Regions from separate parts of the Mus musculus genome. Here region 2 is linked to region 1. Evidence: chromatin contacts called from public promoter capture Hi-C data. All regions are on one chromosome and are shown on one strand. The core of a region is the stretch at or near the end of the contact, and the rest is flanking DNA. Distances in the headings are between cores, read along the strand shown.

The links. Promoter capture Hi-C pulls out the DNA fragments that hold promoters and counts their contacts.
Region 2: a contact with region 1 is called in a promoter capture Hi-C map of pre-B cells, with 6 times the contacts expected there. The contact joins the promoter of Nemf here to the enhancer-like site in region 1. A contact is called at or near these places in 7 of 39 promoter capture datasets (cranial neural crest, frontonasal cranial neural crest, hippocampal neurons and 4 more) and 3 of 484 Hi-C or Micro-C datasets (embryonic stem cells, stem cell-derived motor neurons and stem cell-derived neural stem cells).

What each region holds. Positions count from the first base shown.
Region 1 is chr12:65,063,388-65,068,330 of GRCm38.p6, forward strand. Fkbp3 (FK506 binding protein 3) reads right to left here. Exons shown (of 7, transcript NM_013902.4): 4 at 3,255-3,390; 5 at 2,350-2,417; 6 at 291-388. Among named protein-coding and RNA genes, the nearest start is that of Fkbp3, 8.1 kb to the right of the region's middle. Within about 2 kb of position 2,049, at least 63 of the 459 cell types and tissues checked have an H3K27ac peak or open chromatin away from gene starts, as enhancers often do. A contact at or near this core is called in pre-B cells, where this site is marked.
Region 2 is chr12:69,355,190-69,360,132 of GRCm38.p6, forward strand. Nemf (nuclear export mediator factor) reads right to left here and starts at 1,987. Exons shown (of 33, transcript NM_025441.3): 1 at 1,862-1,987; 2 at 1,090-1,158; 3 at 841-943. The coding sequence starts at 1,920.

The DNA.
Region 1 (4,943 bases), core at 799-3,298:
TTGTCCTGTGGTCTCCTTCACTTACACGTGGTAAACTTTCATTTCTAAGTTTTTGATTTCTCTAAATGTAACTAAGCTGAGCAGGGGGCAAAGGGTATCATCCACACCAGGAAGACTATCTGGAAAGGAGTTTGTTTGGTTTGTTGGATTGCTTCTGTGAGCACATACATACCCACAACATGCCAACGGGGGTCCGACAACTTGTGGGCATAAGAATCTTGAATCCAAGAATTCAGGTTAAAAGGCTTGGTGGGGGTGGGGAGGGTGTGTGCTATAAAGGGAAAGGATACTTGGCATCGGGCTGTCCTTTCTTTCCGTAGGCCCATTCTGGTTCGATCTCCAGTCGAGCCTTTTCTCCTTTACTCATAGTCAAGAGCGCTTCATCCCACTAAAAGCAAAATAAGTTATGGCAATTTTCATAAATCATGTAATCAAAGAACAACAAATATACCTCTCTTTTTTTAATTCTATTGGGGGCTAGAGATGGCTCAGAAGTTATGGGGACTTAGAGATGACTTCAGTTCTCAGAACCCACATCAGACTGAAAAACCCCCTCTTTTAACCTTTCTGGATATCCATACACAGCATATATAAAACACAAAATATTTGAGTGTTTTGAGACAGACCCTGGTGTATCTATGTAACCCTGGCTTGTACTCCTTGTTGAAGGCTCCATTCAGCCTTTCTTTTTGCCGTGCACTTGTCAGTCAAGCTACATCCTCACCTAAAACCTTTGACTTGGTATTTTGCATGGTTTTGGGTTCTACACAGGAATCTTAGACATATAGAAAGCAGTCTGTCATATTTTTTGTTTTATTTTGTTTTTTGAGACAGGGTTTCTCTGTGTAGCCCTGGCTGTCCTGGAGCTCACTTTGTAGACCAGGCTGGCCTAGAACTCAGAAATCCGCCTGCCTCTGCCTCCTGAGTGCTGGGACTAAAGGCATGCGCCACCATGCCTGACTCAGTCTGTCATTTTTAAAGCTACACTAAATAAGCATTTTAGTTAATAACCTTTTGGATGTTTGAGGAACTACAATTTGAACAATGGGTAGTCTCTAACATGAAAATTTGAGGAAATTTTCAGCCCAATTTCTAATTTCTTCAGTACATTGTAATAATAGTTAATCCTAAATCTAACATCCTTAAGATTTACTTTATATTCCATATGCTTGTATAAACAAAAGCATGCTGATTTTAGAAAGAAGAAATAATTCCTGTTCCTACAAGTATTTCAGTGGAATAGATGTTTTTATTATATGTGACAAAAAAAGCTATGTAATGTTTTAAAAAAGCCTAAATGCGAAAGGCTTTTTTCAGACACATTACCTTACAAAGAAAAACTATAAGGTACTATATATTGGCATAAGTATATGAGTCCCTATTATATTAAATTATACTCAGCTTACACCTTTGGGATTTTTAAATAATTGTCTTATTTCAGACAGGGTCTTTGTGTGGCCCTGGGAGTACCGGAACTTACCTACATCTACCTATAGAGTGCTAGGTATGAGCCAGCATGCCAGACCCAGGATTCTTATTTTATAGATGAGGAAAATGACACATGGGAAACTAGTACCAGATCAGCCAGCAAGGATAATACGATATCTGTCTGACTTCAAAGATTATTTTTACTGTATCACCAATCCTAATTCTTGGATTTTAAAAAATGTTCTTGTGGGAGGCAGACATAGGTGTATTTCTGAGTTCGGGGCCAGCCTGGTCTACAAAGTGAGTTTCAGGACAGCCAGGGCTACACAAAGAAACCCTGTCTCGAAAAACCAAAAAAAAAAGGGGGGGGGGAGGGGGGCTGAAGAGATGGCTCAGTGGTTAAGAGCTGAGTTGACTCCTCTCTCAAAGGATCTTGGTTCAGTTCCCAGCAGCCACATGGCAGCTCACAACAACTGTAATTCGAGCTCCAGGGCATTCAACACCTTCACACATATATCAATGTACATAAAACTTTAAAATATCACTTAAAAAGAGTGGCCTTGTTTAGAGGAGGTGTGTTGCTGGAGGAGGTTGGTCGCTGAGGTTTCAGAAGCCTAGGCCACTTCCTGCCTGGTATCTGCTGATCAGGATGTAAAATCTTTAACTATTTCAGCCCCTATGCTCTTGGCTATGAGGTTCATGAACTAAGCTTCTGAAACTATGCAAAAGTGTTGTCTTGGTCATGGTGTTTCTTCATAGCTACAGAATAATACCTGAGATGCATTTAGAAGCTAACCTAGGTAGGACCTTTCACATGGTAGGCAAGCTGCTCCCCTTCCCCACAGTCCAAACTTTACAGCCTTACAACACAAATGGCACATATTTAGAAAAACTATATACTCATTTGCCATCTTTACTTACTCCTCTGATAACCTTGCCTACTCCGACCTTAAAACTTAAAGGTTTGGCATTTTTCTTCTTCTTTGAACCTGCAAAACAGATTTTAATTACCTTCTAAACTGTAATGTCAGGCACTTAAGAACTACAGTCAAGTTACAAAATAATTTTAAAGCGTGTTTGATGTATGTTTTATGATACTTTTATGTATGTACACCTATAGCTGCACCTCAACGGTAACACAGGAAAGCAGAGAACCACTAAATAACATGCTCTGTTGCCTTCTTTCTTCCACTGAGGTAGAGGCTCACTGTGTAGCTGGCATAGAACTTATGACTTAGTCCCTGAACTTGCAGTGAATTTCTGCCTTTTGTTTCCAGAGTGCTGGGATTAAGGCTATGAGCCACCACACCCAGCTCATTTTAATTTCCTCTTTTATATTAAAATCCTAAAGCATTCTGAAACACTGCTAGGTCTGAATGTTGTTTTTCCTTACTAACTTGATACTGAGGCTTGGTCCCCAATGTTGACAGTTTGGGGGAACCTTTAAGAGGTGATTATATGCATATCATTAATGTTTTTTTTCATAGGAACAAGTTCCTCACTCCTCGAGCTGAGTAGTTGAGGGGTGGACTACTGGCAAAGCAGGCAGAGAGCACTGACCTCTCTCAATCCTGGCCACAAAAATACCACCAGCAGTACAGAGGATACGATACCACTTCCACTTGGAGCACCTCTAACAATCTCAAAAGATCTAAAACAGACAAAGCTTGCAAGTTCCTCATCCTTTGCTTGCCAAAGATTAGCCAGCCAGCAACCTATGAATGGTAGAACACTGCCAAGAAAATCTTGGTACAAACGACATCAGGGAAAAGTAAAAGCAAAGAAAAAGAATGCCATCTGTCTACTGCACAAAAGTTAACACTTACTTGTTTGAATATTAGTATCAAAAACAGTCCCATCTGGGAGTGTCCCTGTATACCAGCAGTGAACAACATCCCCCTTTTTAGGAAAGTTGGTTTTATCTCCCTTTTTTAGAATAGATTTTGTGTATTTTGGTGGACCCTAAAAATAAATGCATATAGTTATTTATGTTCTTTTTAAAAGATGACAGAAACATTCTCAAAGATCAGAGTGATAAACTATCAGTAGCCAACATCTATAAGACACTGTCAACCAAACGATGAGAATACTATTTAAACACAAGGCTATAACTGAAAGCCATATAACTTAGAGCATCTTAGGAAACTAAAAGTCTTACGGCAAGACTGCCATTCCAATTCTCAGAAAACTACTATTAAATTAATAAGGTATTATACCCCCTGACACACACATACAAATTTGAGTTATACTGGCACCAATAATTGTATTACTAGATTTTTTTCATCCTAGCTAATGAAAATTAAGTTATGCTGCCTCCATCCACACTACTAAATATGACTACTAAATAACGACTACTAAAGAATCTTAGATGGACCCAGGACACCTTTAATCCTAACACTCAAAGAGACACACAGCAGATCTGTAAACTCAACGCCAGCCTAATATACATATCGAGTTTCAGGCCAGTCAGTTACAAGATGACATATACAAAAGAAAAATATCCTGTTAGCCACATAAGTACCCATGAGAGCAATAAATTGCATTCTGATTTTGAAAATAATGTCTTGTGACTCTGGCCAAGAATTGATCAACTTCACATGAATTTAGACCAGATCTAATAAACACTGTCTGCTCTATTTCTTCACTATTTTTCCTGTTGTTCCAAAGTACAAGCATAGAAATAACAGAGATGAGTACAGGATCAGTAAGGGAGAAATCTAGAAAGGAGAGAATGTATTTTTGACTTCAATATTCCCAACTTATCAAAACAAGAGTCTACTTTTTCTTTCTTCCCCACCCCTGGAATTTTATTTCTATACAGGAGAAATAAAAGGAGAATTAAGTATTTAAGTATTCTTAAATACTTAAATGTCAAAGCTACAGGTCTTAAAAATTATCCTTTAAGATTCTTTGAATTGCTTCTGGCTCTTAAGAAGTTGTATTTTTGGAGCTGGTGAGATGGCTCAGCCGTTAAGAGCACTGACTGCTCTTCCGGAGGTCCTGAGTTCAATTCCCAGCAACCACATGGTGGTTTACAACCACCCATAATGAGATCTGAAGACAGCTACAGTATACTTATGTATAATAAATAAATAAAATCTTAAAAAAAAAAGTTGTATTTTTACTAGGAAAATCTTTCTATACAAATTTTGGGGGGCCAAGGTATGACTTACATAGCCTCTTACTACCTTGGTACTCACTATGTAGACCAGGCTGGCCTTGAAGTCACAGAGATCTGCTTTCCTCTGCCTCCTGAGTGTTGGCATTAAAAATATGTACCACCACCTTTTTTCTAAACTCTTTAGCAATATGCTATCTATCTTGCCTTATAATAAATTCATCCAAATTGCTTTATGTGTACATACCTGTAAACATTAATTTGTGCTTCTGACCAATAGGAAAAAAATTCTAAGAAAGTAACTGGCTTTCTGACTTAACTACACCTTAACTAACTTCAATACACCTTAACTTACACTCTGTGAAAACATACCCAAATGCTTTAAAAATTGATACTG
Region 2 (4,943 bases), core at 737-3,236, 4.3 Mb after region 1:
AAGAACCAGAGCAGCTATTGACTTATCATACTGCAAAAAAACCTTACCATTTAAGTAAACAAATACACTTAACTCATAAAAGTGCCAAGAGTTTGCTGTTATTGGTTACTATTTTTTAAGGCAAAATGTCACTCAGTAGCCCAGGCTAACTAACCTTACCTCAGTCCCCTGAATGCTGGTGTCATAGGTGTGAACTACCATACCCAGCTCAACATTCTTTGAGAAGAGATGATGGCAAAGTACTACAAGTCTAGCACAAGAAGAAAGATCATCCTAAATATGAGATCAGTCTGCTCTGTATCAAGTTCCAAGCCACACTCCTTTAGTTCTGGTACTTGGGAGGCAGAGGTAGGCCCATCTCTTGAGTTTGAGGCCAACATGGTCTACAGAGAGATTTCTAGGACAGCCAAGGCTACACAGGCAAACTCTGTTTCAAACAACAACAACAATGAAACAACAACAACAACAACGAAACAACAACAACAACAACAAACAACAACAACAACAACAACAACAATGAAGCAAGTTCCAGGTCAGCAGATTAAGGCACATGGATCAACAACAACAACAACAACAACAATGAAGCAAGTTCCAGGTCAGCAGATTAAGGCACATGGATCAAGTCTGGGGATTTAAGTTGGATCTTACCCCTGACCCCTCATCTCACAGCAAAACTGACTCCCCCCCAGGTTGTCTTCTGACATTCACTTGAGAGCCCCAAGTTGTACCTGTTTGTTGTTTCCACCTACACAGACACACACACACACACACATACATACATACATGATAAATAGATAGATAAATGGAGTTTTAAAAATTAGCTCCAAACTTAAAATTTACCTTCATGGCAAAACTCGACGGCATCATGTTCTTAGGCCACTCAAATTCTGTTGTATGAATACGTATACCAGACTCAAGTAACAGTGTAGCTTTAAAATCAGGTCTGTTCAAGAGAAAGCCAAATTTTTCTTTAGGGAATTTGCCAAAACTTATTCTCTGAATTTAAAAAAACAAAACCTAAAATGCAGGATATATATATATATATATATATCATAATTTACCAAAAACAATCTTATAAAATATTCTTACTTTTGAAGCCGAATAAGATATGTCTTGTTATCCACATCATAAACGTTGTTTACTCTCATTCCTAGCAAGCTGAAAAAAAAAGAAACATATAACAAATCATTGTTCTTGGTTGAAGCAAAACTTTCCATCATTTATTGGTGTTGTGGAAAAGGAACTCTTCCGCTAAGATACCTCCACCGCCTATAAAGGTATCCTCAAATTAAATGTAGACTTTTAAGCACAAAAGTGGCCTGTTGATCTCAGTAACACCAGACTACTAGTGCTGGGGTGGGGTGGGGGGTGTAAATACAGTAAAATTAAGTCTAAATGACTTATTCGGAGCGGAGGAAGTAGCCGAGTCCCCGAAAATGCGACAAAGCTCACACAGCTGAATAGGCGACAAGTCCAGGACACAGGTCCAAATCTGCCCATTTCAGCTGGAAGGCCCTGCTACTTCTCTTTGGGAAGAAGGACGGGAATTCTGAAGAAGCCAGGCCGCCAGTCTGGAGCAAAGACGATCACTCCCGTTCTACCAAACGCTCGCTGCGGGACTCAGGCCACCCCGGCAAGACCTCTCGGAATCAGCGCCAGGGAGATGCAGCATCAGGCACGGTCCCCGGGGGGGGGGGGGGGGGGGGTGTCTCCCGGGGGCACCGGCCCCGGGCTCGGCCCCCAGGCCTAGAGAATCCCCGAGGCACCGGGACGACCGTGAGGCTCTCCGTCTCGCGACCACCCGGTGCCCGGCCTCCGCTCCCTCTGCTGTGAACGAGCCTGTCCACTCCCACCACCATACCTCGCATTCAGTTCCGCGAGCACTGCGCGGAGGTCAACCGTGCTGAACCGGCTCTTCATGGCTAGGCTGCGTGTCGCTACCGCAGTCCTTTCAGGGACTGAGCCGACGCAGGACCACTATGCTTCTGCGCATGAGCGCTTGGCTTGTGTCTACGGCAACCCAAATGACCCAATATTACTTATAGTGAAAGTGCGCTATTTAACCGAAGTTTGTTGTCAAATCATGATCAATTATTTTTTTCACTGTGTAAAAAAAACTCGACATAGAACTAACTACCTTCTCGAAACTGCGTCCTTTCCTTGAACAATGACCGGGTTAATCCCGTCCCCTTGTTTGGGGATTAAAATGGGTCTCCATTAGGATCCTGTAGGTCATTAACCATTAATCAGTTGCCCCAGGAAGGCGCTATCGCTCAGGATGGAAGAGCAAGGGGTCTTTCTAAACGCGAATTTGAGACTAGACAAAAACCAACGGTTGGTTTTCCCTGACTCTGACAAGCCGTAGAGATGGGTTCCTATTTTGCTGGGTACTACTCTCCGAAATAGGATTCTGCGGCATACTGTAGAATTCTCATTCAAGTTGAATGGGGTGGGGTTCTATATAGCCCGAGTTTCATAAATTCTTGGCACCTCAAATACTCAAAAATTCACTAAGTAAAGATGTCAGATAAAAATAAAGTAAGAGTTCCCATGGGAGAAGGAGAAAAAGTTCTCCTCCCACACCCCAGCGTTCTCTAAACTGCTTCAAGTTCTGCATGCTACCAATTCATACATAAATTATTCAGGGTTCAAATATACGATAGTTAATTCGTCTAAATTTTTCTTTTTAAAAGTTCTAATGTTAGTAATAAACAAATCTAAAACTAAGAACAAAAATCTACTAGTTTTGGACAGTGGAAGGTGTGTGTGTGTGGGGGGGTGGTTGTCATGGTCATTTTTGATACAGGGTCTTTCTATGTAGCCCAGGACACCTTAGAACTCTGAATTTTCTTGTCTCTGCCTTTTTGAGTGCTGAAATTACCAACACATTTAGAAACTGGAGGAATTTTAAAATCAGTGAAACATGTATTTAAAAGTTTAAAGTCATTAGCATTCACATCGCTATAAGTTCTTAGAATGGGTGACCAAAAAAGCAAAAGAAAGCAGGGAAAGTGTCAAATTTGTATATCTAAAAACATAAGGATTTTTGTAATTACTCTGCTTTTGAGACAGGGCATGCTATATAGTCAAGGTTAGTCTAAACTCACCCTATAAGCCAGGCTGTCCTCAGTCTCCCTCTGATTCCAGCCTCATTGGTATTGGAATTGCAGGTACATACTATCATGCCCAGATAGATCATAAACCTTTAATGTTGGCAAATGTGTTAATCTAGTTTCTATTGTTGTAACAAAATACCAACAGTTAAACAATGTACAAAGTTCACAGTTTTAGCAGCTGGAACTCTGAAACTGAGTAGCCACATCTATTTCAATCTAACAAGGGCAGCCCCCCTGCTACATTCCAGCATCTTGAGGGAAGCACATGGAAAGAGAGGGGGCAGTTCCGAGGTGAGACGGAAGCAGCAGGGGTGCACGCGCCAGGCTTCTTCTTATGATAGCTTCTTCATGAGTGAAACTGGTTTCTCTCAAGAACAATAGCATTTCTGATTTTTAAAGGCTTTCACCGCTACACCTGGCACCAAGCTTCCAGCACTCGAAAGGGATCTAAAACACAGCATTTTGTAGTAAGCATCAGTTTTTTATTCTATCCTAAATACAAGTAGAAGGCTAAATGTACAGCCAAAACATATACAGAGTCTTGGACATGGGGAAATTGATAGAAAATTGTAGGATATTTAAAATCAAAGTACAACCATGTTTCAGAAGAGAGCAACAGATCTGAATCTTTTTCAGCTCTTATCAGTCTTCCTCTGAGTCAAGTGTGGAGCTCTGGGGCTCATGGAGCTTCAGTGCTTCTGTAAATGGTTTCTATTACTGTTACACCAGCCATACGTGTAGAGATATAAACAATACAACGCAGTGTCTGTGCATAGCATCCAGGGATGGACCTGACTAGGGCAGTAAGAACACGAAGAAAAAGACAGACATACAGATAAAAAAGCTGGGATCAGATGGGCTGGGCCAGTAGTTCTCAACTTTCCTAATGTTGTAACCCTTTAATAGTTTCTCATGCTGTGGTGACCCCCCCCCAACTATAAAGTTATTTTGGTTGCTACTTTATGACTGTAATTTTGCTACTCTTACGAATTACAAATATCTGTTTTCTGATGGTCTTAGGTGACTGCTGTGAAAGAGTAGTTCCAACCCTCAAAGAGGTCCAGATCCACTAGTCTGGGCTCTCCACTAAAGAAACTACAGGCACTAGGCCAAGCTCAGCATATTTAGTATTTAGAGTTGAACAGAAAGGTGGGGTCATTGCATATAGTTGAACAAGCAGGCAGGTTTACAGTATACAGCTGGATAAGGAGACAGGTTTAGCTCATTTTAGTAGTAGTCTCTGTAGGTCTTCAGGTAGTAACGTTCAGAGGGAGAAAGATACAGTGGACACTTTCTGCCACACTGTCAACATCCAGGACTGAATTAGAGGAAGACTTTGCCTTGCTTCTGAACCTCACCCTAGGTGGAAGATTTTTGCCATTCTTTCATGGATCTTAATGGGGTCTTTGGAGCCCTTGCCATGGCTTTGTCAATGTCAACAATAAATATTCACTCAGGGATTTCTCCACTCCCTATAATACAAATTTATTTTCTTAGTGTTCTGAAGGTTAGATGTCCCAAAGGGGTCTGCAGAGCTGCATCTATGTGGAGGCATGGGTGGGAATAGGGCAGGGGCGGGGCGAGGTGATGTCAGTGGTGTCTTGGGAAAATTCCTTGCATTGTCTCTCATAGCTTCCAAAGTTGCTATATTCTTTGACTGGTGATCCCAAATGGCTTCAACATGTGCTTCCAGGCCATATCTCTTTCCATAACCCCAATTCTTGTCTTTTTATAAGAACCCTTAGATTGTATTTAACCTCTCTAACTCACAACCCCAAAGTTAGAGGAATCTGTGAAGTCCTTTTGTCCCCTATGATGTCCCTTTGA